2 separate regions of the Mus musculus genome follow, and region 1 is linked to region 2. The links are chromatin contacts, called in public promoter capture Hi-C maps. All regions are on one chromosome and are shown on one strand. The core of a region is the stretch at or near the end of the contact, and the rest is flanking DNA. Distances in the headings are between cores, read along the strand shown. Region 1 holds the start of Tmem132d (transmembrane protein 132D). Region 2 overlaps Tmem132d (transmembrane protein 132D).

What was found. Promoter capture Hi-C pulls out the DNA fragments that hold promoters and counts their contacts.
Region 1: a promoter capture Hi-C map of hippocampal neurons shows a contact between it and region 2, with 5 times the contacts expected there. The contact joins the promoter of Tmem132d here to the enhancer-like site in region 2. A contact is called at or near these places in 12 of 39 promoter capture datasets (the HPC-7 cell line, cranial neural crest, embryonic stem cells and 5 more), 1 of 15 datasets of contacts at CTCF or cohesin (embryonic stem cells), 22 of 484 Hi-C or Micro-C datasets (brain, cerebral cortex, embryonic stem cells and 1 more) and 12 of 115 datasets of contacts at active chromatin or transcription factors (astrocytes, embryonic forebrain, embryonic limb bud and 4 more).

What each region holds. Positions count from the first base shown.
Region 1 is chr5:128,430,777-128,435,793 of GRCm38.p6, forward strand. Tmem132d (transmembrane protein 132D) reads right to left here and starts at 2,301. Exons shown (of 9, transcript NM_172885.2): 1 at 1,510-2,301. The coding sequence starts at 1,588.
Region 2 is chr5:128,023,636-128,028,800 of GRCm38.p6, forward strand. The region is part of intron 3 of Tmem132d (transmembrane protein 132D); the gene reads right to left. Among named protein-coding and RNA genes, the nearest start is that of Glt1d1, 390 kb to the left of the region's middle. Within about 2 kb of position 3,731, at least 15 of the 459 cell types and tissues checked have an H3K27ac peak or open chromatin away from gene starts, as enhancers often do. A contact at or near this core is called in hippocampal neurons, where this site is marked.

The DNA of each region.
Region 1 (5,017 bases), core at 1,051-3,550, 410 kb after region 2:
AAAGAGATGCTCCCCCCTCCCACCCCATACCTTGTTTAAGGACGAGTTCAAAAGCACCCAGGGCAAGGTGGCACCCATCAGCACAGCTGCTCATAATGAAGGAATCAGTGAGGGAGTGAGAGGGAACACCATTATTAGTGTAGAGTCAGTCCAAAGCCGCCCTTAATAAAGCCCTGCTATTAAGGAATAAAAACAAAGACGTCTATTCTTATCAAACCAAGCAACAAGGACAACAGCACGCCTCCCAGCTATGCTGGAGTGGCATCGTGGCCCTGACGACCTAGGGTCTGCATTTTTTTTTTTTAACCAACCTCCTCTTTGGTTTCCAGTGTATTCTATATCTCCAAAGCTGTGGCTCCCTCCCGGAAGTGGGGCTACTCCTCATTAGCTTACCTGAGCCCCCTTCAACAGCACTTGAAAACACAGTGACATAAACACCTAGCATGCCCCCGCAACCATTCCCACGCAAAAAAAAAAAAAAAAAAAAAAAAAAAAAAAAAAAAAAAAAAAAAACAGCAATCAATCTGCCTAACTCTACAAGATTCTATGCAACTAGATTGCCAGATACCAGAAAAGCCAGAAACCAAAATCAACATATCATAAAAGATTGCGCTTGTCAACTGGCTAGGAAGTTTCAGAGAGATGTTGCCTGATAAATATTCGCAGAGAAATATGTTTACAGGGTTTTTTTTTTTTTTTCCAGCACACAGGAGACCGCAAAGAATCTTGACTTTTGCTGTAGAAAGGGGGTGTAGGGGAGAAAACTACCCACAAATAGAAACCTCCTGCTCGGCCAGGAAGACGTGTAGAGTCCATCTACCGTGTCCTGTGGATATCGATCGCTCTGCAAGGCATTTCTGTCCCAAGCTTTCAAATTTGCTTGTACCAGGCAGGGATTTGAAGGAGACGGTAATAGCAGGTAAACGGGGCTTCCCGCTTCTACTCACGGCCCCATGTCAGGACCCCACTGGGAAGACTTGGGTCAGATAGACAGTAGAGCATCTGTGGAAGTATTCTCCTATCCCCCCACCCACCCCCACCCCCATCCCCTATACACACACAGCAGCTGCAGAAGGCCGACCCAGGAGACCCTGGGCTGAAAGGGTCTCTGGCCAACTGTGTTCTTAACGGCCCGTGGTACACTAGCTGACATTCTCGCACAGCAGGGCTGTTGAGAATTATTTCTAAACCGGTTAGGGCCAGTTGGGAAGTCCACACCAAATTCTAGGAAGCGTCCAGGGCCAGGGCAGACTAGGCTTCCCCGTTTCCCTTTGTCGCTTAGGCACACTCTCCTAGGGCATCATACCAAGACTTCCAGGGAAATCACCTGCTGCCAAGGTGTCTGCCCCGGAACCTTGGCTCCACAAACCTGCTGTGTACACACACACACACACACACACACACACACACACACACACACACCCACCGGCCCTCTCTGGGCCACCCACATCCACATCTACTCTCAGCAAAGTTAAGTCCCCCGGGCCCAGGTAGCCCCAGCGTCCTCACCTTTGGAGAAAAGGGCAGCTAGGCTGATGAGCACGGGAGACCAGAGGTACCACAGAGTCCCCATCTCAGATGGGCACATCCTGGAGACTTGGAGCGCGGGTCCTCTGCTCCTCCGTGGTGTCCTCTGGCTGAAGAAGGGATGTCGCCAGATCCCCGGAGAAGAGAAGCTGAGCTGGATGACCAAGACGCATCTGGCTAGGGACCCGAGCAGCAGGGCCGCCCTGTGCCGGGTCCCCACAGGTCCATAGCCAGGCCGCTCAGGCTCCGGGGTCCCGCAGCGCAGGCCGAGGCTCACCTCAGTCTTTCGACTGCGCTGAGGACTGGCTCGTGAATTGAATTTCACTCCACAAGGGGGGTCTCCGGTGTTGCGTCCCCAAGCATGGAGAGCGCTCTGAGGACTCCGGCTGGGAGGCTGCGGTGGGCTAGCGCGCGCGGGCGGCTGCGGGGCTGCGAGGTTGCGGGGCCCGGGGCGCGGGCAGAGGCGGCGCGGGGGTCCCCGGGCTGGTAGCCAGGCACGCGTGGGGACCCGGGGCACATAGCCTCGCCGCCCCCATCCCGCGCCACGGGGCTTCGGCGCGCGCGCTCCGCCGCCCAAAGTTTGCGGGGCGCTGCGGCTCCACCCCAGCCCGCCCCGGCTCCCCACGCGCGCCCGGCGCACGGCCGGCTCCGGAGACGAGCAGCGCTCGGGGCGGAGGGCGAGCGGCGCGCGGACGAGTAGGCGCGAGCTCGGGGCGGCTGCATCCGAGCGCACCCAGAGCAGCGTGCCCAGGCGGGCTGGGGTTGTTGCTTCCTAATTTCTCTCTCTTCCTCTCTCCCTCTCTCTCTCTTTTTAAGCCCCACCCTTCTGGAGTGACAGCTGTGAGCCCCAATCCGCAAAGTAGGTCCCACCTTCCTGGTTGCGGGGCGCCCAGCCTCGCAGTCGCCCTCTCTATGTGCTCGAATAGGAGGGAGATGTTCAAAGGAGGTTATGGACACCCCGCAAGCCCCGAGGAGCGCGCACGAGAACCAGCGTGGATGTCCACGCTCACAACAGGTGTGGAAAGGCCATCTGCCCTGCCTTCTTAAAGCTTCTGACTATAGGCGGCCTTCAGGCAAGGACAGTTCAGGAACCCCTAACATAGGCTGAAGTGTTTCCGGTGAACTCTAGATTGTGAGCCTGGGATGCCAAAATGACCCTCAAATTCCTGTCCCTGAAAGATTTCCATCCTGGCTCCCCGCTGGCCTTTGGGCATTAGGGAATTGGCATTAGGGAAGATATTTCATTGAAAAGCTAATAGGTACAGCTCTCCACTCATGCCTTCCAGGGTATCTAAGGCGAACTCACACCAAGATACATAATACCCATGCTAGTGTCCCGAGCCGGAGCCCTCCTCACTGCTCCGCAGAGCCTTGGAAACAAGCAGATGTTGTGGGGATTCAGAGAGGAAACCCAGCATCACTCCAACGAGTGGGTTCACTTCTGCGGATAAAAATGGACTGGGTTAGTTAATTTTCTTTGTGCCATGACAAAATACTTAACAAAAGCAACTTAAGGGAAAGAGAGTCCGTTTTGGGCTCACAGGCATGAATTGGTTAGTTTTTGTCCGGTTGACATGAGCTAGCGTCATTTGGGAAGAAGAAACCTCCGCTGACTAAATGCCTCCATCAGATTGCCCTGTAGGGAGCCTGTGGGCATTTTCTGGATCAATGATTGCTGTGGGAGGAGCCACTGGAAGTAGTACCGCCCCTGGGCGGGTGGTCCTGGGTTTTATATGAAAGGAAAGCTACAAAGGCCATGGAGAGCAAGTCAGTGGGCCGCTTCCTTCCACTGCTTCTGTGTGTCTGTTCCTGTCTCCGGATTCCGACTCTAACTTCCCTCCATGATGGATTTAAACTAGAGGATGAAACCAACCCACTTCTCCTCAAGTTGCTTTTGATCTTTGTTTTTATCACAGCTTGGCAGCAAAGAGCATGAGGCAGCTGGTCACATGGCATCTGCAGTCAGAAACTGGGGGCGAGGGCGCCAGGCTGGTGCTCAACTTGCTCTCTCTGTATTTAGTCTGGGGCCTCTGTCCATCCATGGTAGCACCCACATTCAGGATGAACCTTCCTCTTCAGTTAAACCTTTGTGGGAACCCCCAGAGGTGGGTCTTCATGGTGACTTTTAAGTTAGAACATGACAGGACTCACAGAATCTGGCTAAGGAGGCAATCCACACCAGGGAGCTACAAAACCATCCCCAGCTTTAAGCATTTTCAGCTCCCTGACTTCCAAGGGAAGATCAGAGGAGTCAGGGTTGTTCTGCCAAAAACAGCCCAAAGGCCTCTGTCTTTCTGGGTATCCTCATCTTTGGGGTACCAGCTCCAGATTTGTCCTGTGTGCCTTTCTTAAATTTTGTCTTTCTGGTGTTCTGTCTGTCTCTGTCTCTATATCTCTCGATCTCTTTCTGTGTGTGCATGAGCACGGGCACACACATGCGCGCGCACATGCACTCACACACACACACACATTTTCTGTTTTCTAAAAACTTTACAGAGTTAGCAATACAAAGAACCTGGTTGAAATGACTGCTGTGCCCATCCCTGAACTGATGTATCGAGGCAGGTGGGACTCCAGGCTGCCTTACTCTTTTCCCCGACGGATGGGAGAAACAGAGGTTTCATCTCTGGCAGGCATTTCTCTGAATGACCCTTCACATCTCACCAAGCTTCCCCCTTATTTCTTTGTGGCTGATCCAATTGTGTGGATTCACGTATATTTTTAAAGGTTTATTTATATTTATGTTGTGTATGTGAGTGCTTTGCCAACATGTATGTAAATACCTTGTGTGTGTACAGTAACAGCAGAGACCAGGAGAGGCCAATCCCCTGGAACTGGAGTTACAGACAGTTGGGAGCCACCATGTGAGTGCTAGGAATCAAACTCCGAGTTCACTGCAAGAGCAGCCGGGATTCTTAAACACTGAGCCATCTCTCTAGATCCCCAAGTGAGTGTGTGTGTGTGTGTGTGTGTGTGTATGTGTGTGTCACACACATATACATACACACACACACACACACACACACACACACACACACACATATATATATATATATATATATATATATATGATTTTTGCAGCCTTGGCTGTCCTGGAACTTGCTTTATAGACCAGGTTGTCCTGGAACTCAGAGATCCACCTGCCTCTGCCTCTGCCTCCAAGTACTAAGTTGAGTACTGGGCTTAAAAGGATGCCTCCACCACTGGCCAGCTCAAGCCTATTTTTAGGACAATCCTTAAGTTCATCTCCTAGAAGTGAATGGCTTCTATTTTTTATTTTAAAAATGACTTTACTTTTTTTTTTTCCTAAATCATCGTCCCCCTGAATCGTAAACAGCAGGCAACTCTTTTAAGGTATATCACCGCACAAGGCTTCTCTATGTCCTTAAGATCAAAGAGTCGAGCTGCTGCCTAGGATTTCTTCATCATACGTAGTTACCTGGCAAACATTTTCTCTGTTCAAACTGTGCAGACCCAACGAGTGGTTAAA
Region 2 (5,165 bases), core at 2,481-4,980:
CTACCAGGGAGTGGAGGACCAAGAGGGCAGGGATGGTAAACTCTGAGCTACTTCATGAACAAAGCCCCGGGGAAACAGGTGCGTGCATGAGCCGGAGTTTGTGTGCATGTGCTTGCTCAGTCCCCTGGACCTCTCTTGGTTCTTATGCTCCAACACTGAAAAGCACCACGATGAGGGCAGGAGACAAACTTCTAGGCACACTGACAAGGAGCCTGCCCAGAGCTGACACTTAGGCTGCAGGCAAAAGAAAGCTTGCAACTGTAGCAAAGGCTGAAGGATGCCAGCTGTTCAACTGAGCCTGTCTTTAGCTCAGGGAACTCACTAGGGATGAGGGTCTATCTTTCACCTGTGCATATATATCATCTATCTATCTATCTATCTATCTATCTATCTATCTATCTATCTATCTACCTACCTACCTATCTATCATTTATCTCATCATAATCATCTATCATCACCTGTCTATCATTATCATTATCAATCATCTATCTATTCATCCATACACCTGTCTGTCATCTACCTATCATCTACCAATCTATCTATCTATCTATCTATCTATCTATCTATCTATCTATCTATCTATTATCTACCATCTTATCTATCACCTATCAATCATCTTTCTAATACTTATCTACACATCTCAATTTCCACTTATTTATCTTCTGTCATGTTCTGACCTGTCTCCCTCCTGCATCCTTTTAGTTCTGTTTCCCTTCTTCTCCCCACCAATGCATCCAACAATAGGTCAGCATCTCCTTACAAAACTCTAGAACATTTTAATAAACAATTTATACAGTGTGATTACAGAGTTATATGCACCAATCGAGGTGTGATACGGTTGATTAGAAAATGGAGTGAAGAGGGAGGGACTCACGATATCACAGGTCAAACACAGGCAAACAATACAGAGGGACCATCACAGGGACAAGGGAGGGAAGGTCGCAGAATGTAGGTGGACACATGTGCATATCAAGAAGGGACCTAGAGTAAAAGAATGAATGAACCTTTGTGGTGGCAAATTACTATATGAAAAAATAAGGTTGTAGCCCTCCTAGGTTATAAACAATAAACTCCAGATCAGGAAAAATTAGGTTCCGTCTACTTCTTTTCCCAGAAATAAGTTAGAGAATTACAGTGGGAGAGGTCACAGGGCCTACAGGAAAGGGTAGAATAGAAGGCAGGACATTTGGAAGCCAGAAAGAATTCTGGGATAAAGTGAGGCACAGGAGATTTGCCCAGGAAGATGTGAGTAAACAGATACAAGGTATCTAAGCATGGGTAACCAGCCACATGGCAGAATGTAGATCAGAATAAGTGGGTCAATTTAAGTCATGATCAAGTCAAAGAAGAGCCCGGCTATATGGCCAAGGTATTTATAAATATATTTTGATTATGATTTTTATTTCTGGGAGCATGGGGCTGGGAGAAGAACCAGACCTAACTTTTAGAGTATATTATCAGACTTCAAGACTATCAGTCAGACGGAGAATCTGATGTCGGAAGGGTGGGCTAGGGGTAGACTCAAAGCAGATCCTGGATTGTCCATCTCTGTATATCTGGCCTGCTATCAGGCTCCTATGTTCATTTTTCCTTTTAAGGAGAGCCACCATGGGCTGTTTTGACAGTAGAAACCGTCCCATCTGCACCTTGAAGATCTGACAATGATACCACAGGGTTCAATCTGCATGCTGACATTTTCAACTTACCGCATTGGAAAGGGAGCTGTGTAATTTGTTCTTTCTTAGAAGGAAGGTTCTTGGGGGAAAGTATATAATCTTAATGCCAAATTAGATTGTGTAATATTTTTCAAATTACCTCTAACTGTTGTTGCATGCGGAGAGGGACAACTATCAACATCTCAGTGGGGAATATGTGAGTCACCAGGTTGGCCATTTCAGTGAGCAAACTATGTCACACCATAGATCTGTGTCTGGATTCCCAACGGTGAAGAGCTCATACTGACCCATCCAGTCCTGGCAAGCATCACTCCATCCTTGGACTTCAGCTGGGCCTCTACCTCTAGGATACCCCAAGAATTTCACCCAATGCCACTGTCAGCTTTGGTGTTTGAAGCACATCATACCTGCTAGCTGCTTGGCTACAATTTGTCATTTATTTACTTTATATAAAAAAAGCTTATTTTAAGATGGTCAAGCCATTGACAGTGCTGGCTGCTCTTACAGAGGACCTGCGTTTGATGCCCAGTACTCATGCCAGGTGGCAGCCATCTGCCTGTAACTCCAGCTCCAGAGAATCCAGGCTATGGGGTGCTATGATTTCCCTCTGTAGTAGGAATTTGTGATCCTAACAAGCCCATCTAAAAGACACACAATCCAGGTATTTTATTTACAAGCCGTAACCTACATTGGGCACATCTAGGGCTATACTAACTTATTTCCCAGCTATTGTTACTTGCTGTTTATTCTGGCCATGTGGTCCTGGTCCATGGCAGCTTCTTCCTCCTCTGTCTTCCTCTCCTCCTCTGTCTCTATTTACCTGCAACACCTCACCTTTTCCCTCTACTGCCCAATCACAGGCTCTAGCCTTTTATCGACCAGTTAAATTGGGAAGAAGTTCACATGGTATCGCTTTGAGTACATTAGGATTTGCTCATCCAAGGGCAGCCACATCTTGAGGATCCAGTATTTAGTACTAGAATACAAGCAGCAGCAGCAGCAGCAGCAGACCAACCCACTACATCTCTCCTTCTCCAGCTCTGTAACAGTGAGCGTCCAAGTTTCAAAGCAACCGGAGAAAAGGACGGAAGGAAACAGATTTACAGGGAAGCTATGTTCTCAGGCTGCATTTATATCCATCTCTACAGTGCGAGGTCTTCAGAAGGCATCAGTCCCTCCCTTAGACTGTAAGGAAGTGTGCTAGCTAAAGGGTCAGTTTTTCCATCCTGATACTGAAGAGTTACTTTTAGAATACAGATAGAGACTTAATGGGGAGAGAAGGGGAAACACTTTGGAGTGTCAATCAACTTTGGAGGCTTCCCTGAAGCTCCATTCCTGAAACCTTCCCTCAGCAGAAATCAAACTCTGAGGCTCCAGCCAGGATGCCAATATGTTCCACAAACTCCTTCTGTGCTCACCTGGCAACGTTACATAGCAACTAATCAGCATCCCAAGACCCTGGAGTGGTACCACAGAAGCAGGGTTAGTTTGCTACTTGAGAGGGAGGAGTCTTTCCTGCTCAAGGATATGAGGAGGTGGTCTGTCAGCAGGACTTCCCCTCAAAATGGGAAGCGCCCATCCAAGACGAAGGATGAAGTCCTGTGGAATTTCCTGTGCACATAGAGCTGGCTTCACTATAGAACCTTTTGTTACAGGACCCTATGAACTCTGCCTAGTTTTCTTCCTGGGGAGGAGGTATGCTCTGTCTTGGTCACCAAAGGAGATCAGCTAGTTGAAATATTCCTCTGGACTGTGTTTGGTACCTTATAAACTCAAATTCAGACATAGGTATAAACTACTATTCTCCTTTGTGTGTAAATAAAAGGGTCTGCCCATAACATACTTTACAAACCAGCCTAGTCCCTACAGGGCAAAGGTCACATGGCTCAAGTCATTTCTGTTGCCTGTTACCAAAGGCTTGACAGACAGGGATATTGTCACAGCCCAGCATGGCTGGGACATTTGTCTGTGGAGCCGAGAAATGGCAAAGAGCCCAGGCACATCTCTCTGAGGCTGAGCAAAACAATTGATTCAAAGCCCACACAAAACTCCCCCAAAGAAGACAGCAGAGCGCAAACTAAATTCACAAAGCAGATGTTGGGTGTTGGAGAGTATCTGGATGGAATGAGAAATCTCAGATAGAAAAGCTTTGAAAACAGATTTTTTTTTTTTTAAACCTGAAAAAAGGCTGGGGGTGGGGGCGGCGAGGGGAGGAATCTAAGGCTCAATGTCTGATGTGCTCAAGGGGAATATGGGAATCAGACAAGGTGAAGACCATCCAGAGCCCTTGGCCGAGGTCCAGCCTTGTGTCCTGTTATGTGTACTGAGGGATGGAAGAGGAGGGGGAGAGCTATGAGCTCCTGCTATAGGTACTGAGCTGAGCTGATAGAGTTATAAAACTATGGGGAAAATCTCCAAAGTTCACATGCCAGTGGTGCTCTCATGTGGTAGAGAGACGAACAAAGGTATCAGGTGTATGTCTGTGGGGATGAAGTGAGGCAAAGTCCTGGACGCAGTACAAGGGCAATCTGAGCAGCCAATGAGAAGCCAGCGCCAGGCAAAAGGAGAGACAGGAGCTTGGCATGTGCTTGACATGTTGAAGGACAGGTAAGACACTATGTAAGTAGATAGTTGTAAATAAGGATGGGGTTGGTTTCTGAAGGGACCAGAGAAACACCAGCCAAAAATCGAGGGAGCTTCTGATTCGTTTGATAAAGACTTAGGATTTTATCCTGAGTGGGAAGTGACTAGGAAAGCCATCTGATTTATATGTTGAAGAGACCAGTCAGTGGGGCTCCATGGTTGAGAGCACTGGTTGCTAGTCCAGAGGACCTGGATTCAAACCCCAGCACCCACATGGTGGCTCACAACTATCTATAATTCCTATTCCAGGGGATTGGATATCATTTCTGGCCCTTGTGTGTACTGTGCACATGTGATACACATGCAGTTACACACACACACACACACACACACACACACACACACACACACACCACAGGCACACAACAGTAACTCTACAAAGAAAATTTAAAGGCCATCTAGGAACCGGGGTTGTAGCTCAGTCAATAGAGTGCCTATCTAATATGCACACGGCCCTCAGTTTGATCCGTCACACTGTACCAACTGGCATGTCTGAAACCCCAGTACCCAGGTCACACACTTGTTCAATGTGCATCTGTTCAGATTCTCCTGATTGTCTCAAACTTAAATGTAATCATCTTAGCCCAAAACGTTATAATAAAATCCCAGACTCTCGGTATACTAAGCAAAGGCAACTTAGCCTCCGTGGTTGTGGAATCTTAAAAGCTTAAGATCAAGGCGTCAGCTGAGTGGGTTCCTTGGAAGAGCTCCCTCCTCCCAGATGTGCTCAGATATCTCCATGCTGTGCATTTACAGAGAGAAGGCAGGAAGCTCCGCGCCTCTCCCTATGAGGGTGCCACACTCACCATGGAATGCCACTCTGTGACCTCATCTGAATGTGATTCC